Regions from separate parts of the Mus musculus genome. Here all the other regions are linked to region 1. The links are chromatin contacts, called in public HiChIP or PLAC-seq maps. All regions are on one chromosome and are shown on one strand. Each heading gives the region's core, a stretch centred on a gene start, on an enhancer-like site or on the middle of the called end of the contact. The rest is flanking DNA. Distances are from core to core; before and after follow the strand shown.

The links. HiChIP or PLAC-seq counts read pairs in DNA pulled down with a chosen protein or histone mark.
Region 2: a RAD21 HiChIP or PLAC-seq map of pro-B cells shows a contact between it and region 1, with 18 times the contacts expected there. The contact joins two enhancer-like sites. A contact is called at or near these places in 1 of 15 datasets of contacts at CTCF or cohesin (pro-B cells), 5 of 484 Hi-C or Micro-C datasets (CD4 T cells, CD8 T cells, the HPC-7 cell line and 2 more) and 3 of 115 datasets of contacts at active chromatin or transcription factors (double positive thymocytes, large pre-B cells and thymic regulatory T cells).
Region 3: a contact with region 1 is called in an H3K27ac HiChIP or PLAC-seq map of large pre-B cells, with 15 times the contacts expected there. The contact joins two enhancer-like sites. A contact is called at or near these places in 1 of 15 datasets of contacts at CTCF or cohesin (large pre-B cells), 5 of 484 Hi-C or Micro-C datasets (cerebellar granule neurons, cerebral cortex, cortical neurons and 1 more) and 1 of 115 datasets of contacts at active chromatin or transcription factors (large pre-B cells).

The regions. Positions count from the first base shown.
Region 1 is chr17:52,447,385-52,451,153 of GRCm38.p6, reverse strand. No RefSeq gene overlaps it. Among named protein-coding and RNA genes, the nearest start is that of Gm41600, 140 kb to the right of the region's middle. Within about 2 kb of position 2,258, at least 26 of the 459 cell types and tissues checked have an H3K27ac peak or open chromatin away from gene starts, as enhancers often do. A contact at or near this core is called in CD8 T cells, double positive thymocytes and pro-B cells, where this site is marked.
Region 2 is chr17:51,406,874-51,410,463 of GRCm38.p6, reverse strand. No RefSeq gene overlaps it. Among named protein-coding and RNA genes, the nearest start is that of C330011F03Rik, 40 kb to the left of the region's middle. Within about 2 kb of position 1,968, at least 90 of the 459 cell types and tissues checked have an H3K27ac peak or open chromatin away from gene starts, as enhancers often do. A contact at or near this core is called in CD8 T cells, double positive thymocytes and pro-B cells, where this site is marked.
Region 3 is chr17:50,991,851-50,995,698 of GRCm38.p6, reverse strand. All of the region lies in intron 3 of Tbc1d5 (TBC1 domain family, member 5), which reads left to right. Among named protein-coding and RNA genes, the nearest start is that of Gm31083, 110 kb to the right of the region's middle. Within about 2 kb of position 1,883, at least 121 of the 459 cell types and tissues checked have an H3K27ac peak or open chromatin away from gene starts, as enhancers often do.

The DNA.
Region 1 (3,769 bases), core at 1,009-3,508:
ATTCATAGGTATTTTACAGAATTATAGCTTATAAATAGTTGATGTTAAATTTAGTCAGAAGTAGCATGGATTGAAGAGACAGGTAACACAATCATCCTGCTGGTTTTACAGTCTATTAGGAGGCGGCTTATACTGTCCCCATTTTCAGTCAGTTGAAGAAATTAGAGTGCGAGAACTTGGTGTAGTGGCTACCCAACTCACAAATAGTAGTTAATGATAAAGTCCAATCATTTTAAAACTTTAAGCAGACCTCCTTTCTCCGACATCAGATACCACCTACAGCTGAAACTAACATATATTTAATGAAAGTAATTGGACTGAATCCAATCTGCAGGGTCATGAGGCTTGAGATTCTAGATAGCTCATGTTAATCATGATATAGCAGTATAGCCAACACAAATCACTATATACCTTTTTCCTAAGGGTGATTCCTTAAAATATTGAACTCTTAATATGCTTCTAATCTAATTTTATTAATAAAAGTTTTAGTTAATAAAAAAAGTTTTGAGTCACACTCTTGGGTAATTTTACATTGCTATAGTAACACCTATTGCTTACTGTAAGACGGGCTGCTTTGGCTCCAGCATGCAGGAGGTAGGCATGATTACCTTGGTTTCATAATGTATCTGGTCTAAGTCATTCTGTTCATATAATGTAAAGTTGTCCAGAATAATAACCACATCAGGAATGCTTGCTAGCATTTTAGTCAGAGGCTTTCTAAAGGCCCTTTTCTGTACCTAGTACTTTATGTCACTTCACAGTTGTGCCAACAGACTTGAAGAAAACAAAAACCTGACAATCACATCACTGTGTAATAATACTTACATACAGTGTTTGAAATAGGTCAAGTTCAAGTGATTGTTTTTTCAAAAGAAAGAGTGTTAGCATCCCAAGTTGATCTTTGAACTTATGTCAAGGATTATCAGCTCCATTGACTCTTCCACTAGGGCACTGAGACGTTGATAAGGGTCTAAGTAAGTTCTGTGATGTCATGAAATTTATTAGTGACCAAGTGGCAAGGAGGGGTTAGAAACGGGTTTATTAATTTTGTAGTTTTCATTTGGTTAACAAATACATATTGTGGGATGCCCAATAGATTCCCTAGTTAGATTCTGGGTTGGAGTAGCAAAAAGAGGGTGTGAAAATACAATAAATGCCAACTCCCCCTTAACTTTGCTATCTTCAACCAGCAATGAAAGCATCTGTTGTCCCAGGAAGCTAGGTAGTGGTTTCTAGCGGTGTCCAAGCAGGAGTGGTTCTGTGACTCATTGAAGAGAAACAGCCTCAAGTGATTCTCAAGGCAGTGGGATATATTTGATTAGAGTTTTATGTATTTGGATTTGTTTATTTGAATATGGCAATATGGGGACCGACCATAGAGTAGCAGTAACTATTTTAGACAGAGGCAGAAGGTAGAGGCATCAATCACGTGAACAATGATGATGTCTACTTGTCATTCATATTTGCTTATTTGTCTGAGGAAGGGTCTTCATATCTATCCCAGGTTGTAACTCAAGATTCTACTGGCCCAGCCTCTCCTCTCCAGTATTAGGATTATGGGCCTGTGCTATCAAACTGGTACTTTTTCATACTCTAGCATCCATAAAACTTGAGCTGTGTTAGAATCAATTGTAAAAGAAACTTACAGGAGCTGAAGAGGAGGCTTATTAGTCCCAAAAGTTTATTGCTCTTTCAGAGGGCCAGAGTTTTAGTCCCAACCCTCAAATCAAGTGGCTCACAACCACCTGTAATTTCAGCTCCAGAGGATCAGACACCCTCTTCTGGCCTCATAGGCACAATTCAAACACACACACAAACACACACACACACACACACACACACACACAAACACACACAAACACACACAAACACACACACACACACAAACACACACACACACACACACACACACACACACAAAGAAGGAAATTTACTAGCCTTGGGAGTTTAGAGTAAGACATAATAAATAAGTGATAGCATTTCAATTAGCTTCACAGTCGAAAATTTGATAACAGGTTCTGGTAAAATAAAAGAAGAAATTATGCATTCATTTATTTTGTGTGCTTGGAAAATTGTGAAAGGGTTCAAGCAGCATATTGAAGTTGCTGAGGGAGGCCCTATTGCATGGGCCAACAACAACCAGTGAACGTTTCAGGGGAGTTTGTTTTTATTCTTCTTTGTTTTGCAACAGAGTCTCCCGAGGTAACCCAGGCTGACCTTGAAACCACAGTCTTCCTGCTTCAGCTTCCCAAGTGGCTGGATTACATGTGTAAATCACCACAACCACAGGCCGACTCTTGAAAAAGGATCTGTAGTATAAGACGGTGGTGTTTAGGAAGTTAAATTGAAAACAATGTGTAGCTATGATGAGAGTGAAAAAGAAGGCCACTGGGGAGTAGCTCCTGTAGTGAAGGAGGGACACAGCTGCACCTGCAAATACACGCTCACTTCACAAACCATCCTAAAAGTCACCATTTGGTATTTATGCCTCAGTTCTATAATTGGTACCTTGGCCATTTGAACTAGTCTCACTGTTAATCTGCAGTCTGTTATTAGAACTACCTATGCCAGGTGGGCTTTGATGGGAATGGCATGTGCAACTTCTGTGCATTTGTCAGGGTGGTCTTGTAGCTCATCCTTTGGGTGGGGCTTCCTCATCACCTCTGCCAAACAGCTTTTGCAGAGTTGCAGTAGCTTCTTCTTTAGAAGTCTGATACAGAAAATGTGGTACATTTACACAATGGAGTACTACTCAGCTATTAAAACCAATAGATTTATGGAATTCTTGAACAAATGGATGGATCTGGAGGATATCATCCTTAGTGAGGTAACCCAGTCACAAAAGAAGTCATTAGATATGCACTCACTGATAAGTGGATATTAGCCCAAAAACATAGAACACCCAAGATACAGTTTGCAAAACAAGAAAATCAAGAAGAGGGAAGACCAATGGGTGGATACTTCATTCCTCCTTAGAATAGGAAACAAAATACCCATGAAAGGAGTTACAAAGACAAAGTTTGGTGGTAAGATGAAAGGATGGGCTATTCAGAGACTAACCCACCGGGGGATCCATCCCATAAACAGCCACCAAACCCAGACACTATTGCACAATGCCAGAAAGATTTTGCTGAAGGAACCCTGTTATATCTGTCTCATATGAGGCTATTCCAGTGCCTGGCAAATACAGAAGTGTATGCTCACAGTCATCTATAAGATGGAACACAGGGCCCCCAATGGAGAAGCTAGAGAAAGCACCCAAGGAGCTGAAGGGGTCTGAAACCCTATAGGTGGAACAACAATATGAACTAACCAGTACCCCCAGAGCTCATATCTCTAGCTGCATATGTAGCAGAAGATGGCCTAGTCGGCCATCAGGAAGAGAGGCCCTTGGTATTGCAAACTTTATATGCCCCAGTACAGGGGAATGCCAGGGCCAAGAAGCGGCAGTGGGTGGGTAGGGGAGCAGGGCGGGGGGAGGGTATAGGGAACTTTCGGGATAGCATTTGAAATGTATAGAAAGAAAATATCTAATATAAATAAATAAATGAATGAATGAATGAATGAATGAATGAATGAATGAATAAATAAAAGACTGATAGAAATCAGGAGTGGCAGGACTCTGGATTGCCCTTTGCTGGGTGAGTCTTGTTAAAGACTGGACCTTACGCCTTGTTGATCTCTTTAGGTTTTCTACATCCACCACTTAATTTTAGCATTTTTCTCCCATTTATTCTAAGTTTTTCCAATTAATTGACATGAACTTCAA
Region 2 (3,590 bases), core at 719-3,218, 1.0 Mb after region 1:
AGTTTAAAATCTCCCTGGCCTTACCAAGGAACCTGAATGATTAACAGGCTTCAAGATCAGGTTCTTACCAGAACTGGAACCACCTAGCAATTAGCTTGGTACCACTGACCAAAACTCAAAACTTTCTGAATTATATCTGTCAATACCTAGTCCCCATTGTTGTTGTTGTTGTTTGAAACCTCTTTCCTAAACAGATTTAGTCTGATACAAATAATATCCCCAAATATTCTACTCTGCTTTACCAAGCCGCGACACTCAGAAGGAATCTTGACCTTGACCTTGACCCATCCTGAGGAGGTCTCCCAGCAAGAGCCTTGTGATGCTGTTAGCGGATGCCTGTGGTTCAGACTTGCAGGCTTTGAGGTGGGGGAGAAGAAAAGAAACCCAGAGGAGGGCAGCAGGACACAGAGAGAGAGAGAGAGAGAGAGAGAGAGAGAGAGAGAGAGAGAGAGACAGAGAGAGAGAGAGACAGAGACAGACAGAGACAGAGAGAGAGAGACAGAGACAGAGACAGAGAGAGAGACAGAGACAGAGAGAGAGACAGAGACAGACACACACACACACACAGAGAGAGAGAGAGAGAGAGACAGCAAGGAAGACAGAACACTCACACAACGGCCCTCTACCTGTACCTCACGATGCCAGCCAGAGGCCCTACATGTGTCCTTGCCAGGAGAAACAACTTGGTATTTTTGGGAAATGCTGATTCTAGGGATTAATTTCTAAATGTTTGGAACAAGATGGGGAGTGCTCTTAAAAAAATACAAGTTGAAATGAAATACAGCTCATTTATTAGCATCTGAAACAAGAATGCATATTGCCCACACACTAAGTACCTTTAAAGTTATGTATCAAATGAACAACAAAAGTCTAATGTATTTTACTTTCTTGACAAAAGCAAGAAAAAACGAGAAATCCCTACTTTCACAATCTGCAAGCGATACCATGTGAGCCGATTACCAAGGCGTTCCAGAGTTTTAAGGGGTACAGGTAGGTACTTAAGCTCTATTAGCTTCCTGATAAATCCATTTCTAACTAGACCTCAGAGAGATGCTGGGATATCGGAAGCATATAAATGCAGCTTGGTAGTTAGCACTGGACACCACCACACAGTTAAAAGTGGCCTGTATATGTATTTTTAAACCTCTTTTTGTCTTGAAGAATGGAAGCTTTCCCTTTTCTTTGTCTAGAAAGGTCTTCAATCAGAGAAATCCTCTTTCCTTCGCCTGTCTCCAGTCAGATCCTAAGGCCAGCCTCACTCATCACTCCCTAATCCTCAGGCAGCACCCTTTCGTGCCTGTACTGGGATCGGTTCTCTTCCTGAGACCCTGCACAGACTTGTTTCCCTGCTTGCAGTTAGAGAAGGGGCCAGAAACTCATGCCCCACGTTTCACTCCCCAACTCTACAAGGCACAGTCAAACCCCTAGGACAAATTGCTGAGTGCTCCAAGTCTCAATTTCCCAGTCGTCCCATGGGTTGGCTCAATGGACATCTTCTCAGCCACACCCTAAAGCCCTAATAGCTGACAGGAGATGAGAGATGAGTGGAGCCATGCTTATGAAAAGCTTGGCACTCTTTAGTGGAGACACACTGTTTAATTACAAGAAAATGTATTCATGGGTCAAAGAGTCCCCCCACCACCCCACCACCCCACCGCACCTCCATTTTTAGTGAAAAATCCTGGAAGTGCTACAAACTGAAGCTTGTGTGTACATTTTGCACCTGTGGCAGGAGAAATGTTTATCTAAAGAGGACACACTGAAGTGTGGTTAGAACAAGAGAAGAAATGAAAAGAAAGGGAGATCGCTATCAGTCTTGCTGACACTTAAAGTGAAAGGGAAACGGAAGGGAGAGGGGGAGGGGAATAGGAGGGGGAGGGGCAGTGTCATGGAGAGAAAACAGGAAACAGGCATCAAGGTTTAAACTTAGACAACAGCATGAGCCACACACCATTATGGCCCAGCCTCATCCTGTCTTTCTGTTATCTAGGCTGAGTATACTCTGCTTCACACAGATGAGAGATCAGAGCTTCCAAGAGTACAGCTTCACTCATGGGCAACACCAGAGCTAGTTTACAGCAGCGATAGGAACACAGCCCCGTTTCTGCGACCCTTGGAGAGGTTCCTCCCACCGTGCGTTTGGAACACTGACTGTGTGTTCCAAACCAGGCTGGTACAAAAGTCTACTCATGACTAAGTTTATCGATTTCAAGTACACAGATTGCTGGTGTTATTGGAATTTTCAAGTGTGAGATCTTCAAGGTCATCTTTAAGAAAAATTATAATTCCTTCTATACTAGTTGGGTTCTTCATAATACACTTTAGTTGTTTATTGACCTGCAGAGCACTGTGGTATGGGTCAGATATCTTTGCCTTCTAGGAGCTTATAGTCTTCCTTGAGGGAGGAGAACTTAAATTATCAAAGCTTGAGAGATAGGCCCAGATGAGGACATGGTGATGGTGATAAGGTGTTCAAGGATTTGCTAAAAGAGGTTGGAAGGGATCACTAGAAGGTTGGGGTGGGTTAGCTCCCACCAGCTCCCACTAGTGAGTTCAGAGAGGAAAATAAACATGTGTGACCAGCATTCAGAGCTCTGTACAGGGCACACCATGGATGGGATTTATGGGCATTGAGACAGTGAGTTCACCCGTCTTGTTGGTGCAGAAAATGGGATACATGGCTAAGAAGAAAAGTCCAGACTGGGGAAGGCAGAATGGAATAGAGACTTTATCCTTGAGCTATAAGAAGTCATTGTGACTTTGTCCAGGGTGCAATCAATGTCAGAATCAATGTAGTATGGTGTTCTATCAAGAGGAAAAGCAGTTTAAAGACCTTCTCAGATTGGCAGTGACCCTAAAGAGGTTAAACATGGCTGTCTAATTCATTGTGTCACCAGTGAGCTTTTATCAGTACAAATGGGGAAAAGTAAGTGGCCTCTGATGCTCCCCAAAGACCAAGTATAAAAGCATCCTCCCGATTAGGAGTCATTGAAAAGTAGGATGACGTCCAGTTCTAGAGACCCATCTTGTCCAACCCCTTCCCCCAGACAAAATGTGTGTCCAAAGGAGAATTATCAGACAGAAATCAAAAACAATGTGTGGAAGATGGAGGGCGGAAGTCAGAATTAGCACTACTCAAAAGCTGGCCCAGCCAACAGCCACCATGCTCCCCCCAACACCATCTGCTGCCTCCTCAGTAGAGCTGAGAGGAAATCCACAGGCACATGTGGCTGCTTGTTCCAGCCTGGTTAACAGTTCACCAGGGACAGCCCAAGTCCTTGCGCAACCACAACTGTCACTTGCAAAGAGGAAGAAGAGCACCTGGGGGCTCTGGCCTTAAAATAAGACCCCTGAACCCTCAGATAAACCCACCCGTGTCCAACTTGTCACTTCATAAATTTTTATTACTCTTAACGTTGGACTTCTACATTTCTGCAGTATGGGAAGCAAATCTTTGAGTTGAGTGTGATTTACCACAACCGTTTCATCTTATTTTGTGTTGAGTGTGTGTGTGTGTGTGTGTGTGTGTGTGTGTGTGTGGTGTGTAGACCAGTCCATGCAAGTGCAAGTATATAAGTGTAAGAGAACCT
Region 3 (3,848 bases), core at 634-3,133, 1.5 Mb after region 1:
GCTCCAAGTCAGATCTGCCCACCCATCTTCAATAAGTCAACTTTAAAAAGCCATATTAAATATGGAATTCATGAAAGGAGATTTATTCACTGTGGCCACATTGGGAAGAGGGACAAAAATCTAGAAAATGTTTCAAGTTTGTCTTCAGTGTCCTGAAGGGAGATCACATTTAAAGAGAGGACCAAGGATATGCACAAGTAAGCAGTCCCACTCAGGGTGTGCTCCATCCACCACTATCGGATCCCCAGTCTCACCCTATTGGGTGATCTACAGGTTGTTAGGGTTGTGAGAAAACTCTTTCCTGGAAACAAAGGTCCTCTTTTGGTTGCTGCCTTTTCCTTTATGTAACATTAAATTTCCTGAGAAAATTCCAATTTGTTTGAGGCCCATTGTTTCAGTAGTCTTGATAGTCAAGTTGACTCAAGCGTCTCTTTAAGATATCTCCATTTCTGTTAGACTGGTTACAGTTTCCTACTTTCTGTCTTAGCATCTCACTCTTGAGGTGCAACATGTCTATATTGGAAACAAATATAATGCAAATAGGGAGTAAAATTAGAACATGTTTTCTTAATGTGGGGCAGCAATGCATGCAACCCATTTTCATAAGCTCTTGGTCTTTTGTTACTTTTAGAAAGGTTGGCTCAGGCAGTTTCATCTTGTTGTTTTGAGAGGGTCTTTTCAAAATGCCTAGGCTGGCCACAAATTTATGAACCTCTTCTTTTAGCTTTACAACTCACAGGAAAGCACACCATGACTTCTGTGACTTTATATCAGTTCTTCCAACAATCCCCCCCCCCCCAAGCCCCTTGCTTCTGAATAGTATTTTCTGAAGACAAAGTCTAGTGCTTTGTTTTCCATAGTCCTTCAATGCTGGGGAATGATCACCCTGGTTGGTCTGGTTTGATCCCATGTTTGGAGATATAAGTCAGGGAGTTCATGCCAATAAACCCTTTATACCCAAGCTAAGCATATGGTGTACTGAAGAAATGACCTTTAGGTCAGACATGCGAAATCCATTCTGTTTGTGCTATGGGTAATATCCTAGCATCTCAAAAATGTCATTCGGGTTCCTTATCAGAAGCTATACTTCTCTAGTTATATTCTGTAGAATGTTATAAGGCTTTTCACTACCATAGCTACCAAATCATACACAATTGTAAGCCATAAGTCTTTTACAAAAACATAACCAGTACTAAAACTACTATAAACCCTGTAAACAGTGTGGTCAGGATCTGCCTGCAATCATCCACATTTGCCTATATGTATAGTTAAAGAGCCTATAGTTAAAGATTCTGAAACAGAATGGTTTTAAGTCTTCCAGTTATACAAGTCACTGATAGAGAAGGAGACATAAACCATGAATGAGTGGAACTTCCACCCCAGTCACTACTCACATTACTCAGATTACCCCAGTGTGACTAGAACACTTTACAGGGCACACAGAGCTGCTTAAGCCTCTAGGATTAGACTGCAGGGGTTCTCTTGGATGAGAGGCTGGGCTGTTGCCCTCTTCCACACAGGGAACAGGACCTTTTTTCACCTAGAGCAGTATTCACCTAAGTAAGACAGAACCAAACAGTCAGGAAGAGATAGATCAATTTCTTCTAGAATGGCTGAGAGAACAGGCAGAGGTTTTGACTTCCTCTGAGTGCCCTGGCCAAGACAAATGTAATTTAGAGTCAATACCACAAGAGCACAGGTTGTAAGCCAGAATGGAAGTACTTTTTACAAGAGAACGATTGTTTACTACAGGGAAACTGGTGGCTGCAACACTTGGGAGCTGCTGGTGTAATCATAGCAAAAGGCAGTAGCCAGCTGCTGTGCAGCCACTTTCACCCCTGGAAAGCAGGATATTGCAGCATGGGTGGTCAGCCCACTGTGGCCTGTGAGCCTTCAGGAAGTCATGTGCTGTCTCAGAGATAGTAATGGCTACAGTCTTGCAATGACTCACTACTTCCCCATTTTAGATCTGTTTCTCCAACCAATATAACTGACAAAAACACACAAAGTGAAATAGACACACATCTCTCATACTGAGAGACACATAGTAAAGTCAGCCAGGGGTGGCTACCATACACTCATGTATCTGAACAGGCCAGGTGAGTTCTGTGATGCAGAATCTATGCTCCTGTATGTCTTCTCCTCTTGTGTCCTACCTAGATGTCACCTCCTGCAGATGACACTTAACCTTTGGAGTCATCCGAATCAGATGACTTTTGTCTTTTGGGGAACTGGATTCAGATGCTTCTAGAGTACTAGACAGTGATTGTTGGGAGAGGTTTTCCCCAGCGCCTGGGATAAATCAAGGTACATACCCTCTAGGACTCCTCTATAGCCAGAGTATTCCTTCCTACTCCTGTGGGTACCATCAGTTTTGGGATCCAGTCTCTAAGGCTCTCACTGGGGCATGGGCACAACCTGAACCTCTAAAATGCTTCAGGGAGTCCACCAGTTATGTCATAGCCCACAGTCAGTTAAAAGTCAATTCCTGTTAGTTGGGAGTACACTTAGATATTCTGTACCTAAATGTAGTATCGGACATTTAGATCAAAGTGCTTTTAAAGGCAAAACCCTATCCTGTATCTCATCTGGCAGTTATAGGTGGATATTTTGTGCAAGCAAGCAGTTTGGCAGAAGCTATAATACACAATAAACTGGAGTTTTAATAAAACAATAAATAACGTTTTGCTCAAGCAGGTAGTGTAACAGAAGCCCAGATAAATTAGCTGGGGCATCTTGACCTTAGTTTTTTAGAATCATTTAAGTAATTTTCCACAGGTTTCTCCATCAAAGAGATCAAATTATAGTTAAATCTGAAATGGACTCAGCAAGAATACAAGGTAGAGGAAACTCTGTACTATCTTGCCCTTTTATAGTAGGAAAGGCCTGTATTGAGGCAGCCTAATGAAACTCCTTATTCAAATATATTTTTCTTGCTTTCTGTTTTCTGTAAGATCAGTTCTAGAAGTGTTTAACAATTGCCTTGCCATTGAATTTTAAAATCCTAGGAAAGTTAACACATTGGTCCAGTTGCATGAATGCAAACTTGAATTAGAAAATGCATTTATTAATTAGGGCATACTTAACATTTTTCTAGATACCTTCTAATTTGTTAGTTTGTATAAAATCAATAACCAATTACTTTGATATCTGTTATGGTGTGTAGTAATAGTTAAATTTGATAATTAGTTTGTCATAGATTTTAAAATATAATAATATAATAATTTTTAATTTTCATTATTATCAAGTTTGTCATTTCTGTTAATAATTATGCATTATAAAATGGTAAATGCAAGTAATTATAGGTTTCAAATTTTATAAGCTATTTTTAAAGTAACAATTCTTTAATAGAAAATACATTTTACAAATTATATATACTTTCTGATTCATTACTTCTTGGAATTTTGAAGGACTCATAATTTTTTTAATTGAGTATGAAGGTTCCAGTGAGTTTGATTTATAGTGATAGATGTTTTGTAATATTAATGATATGCTTGAAAACATTTATCTTGGATTTTTTGTATGAACTTTGAAACTTTAGATTCAAAATTCTTTTAATATTGAATGAATGTATTCAATTATCAACTAAAAAACATGAATGAGATTAGTTACCATTGTTAACAAATGGCAGTTAATACCCTGCAAATAGTTTCTATTTGAATTTTTTAGATACAACAAAAAAGATATTAACTCCCTATAGTGTTTCAGTTAATGGATGTCTTTTCATTTTTATTAAGTTTTGCACACCCATTATTAATACTGTCTTAAGGAACCAAAAAAAAAAAAAAACCAAACCAACTTTTCTTAAGACAAAATGGTGTTAGTCATCCAAAGTTTTAATAAAATTC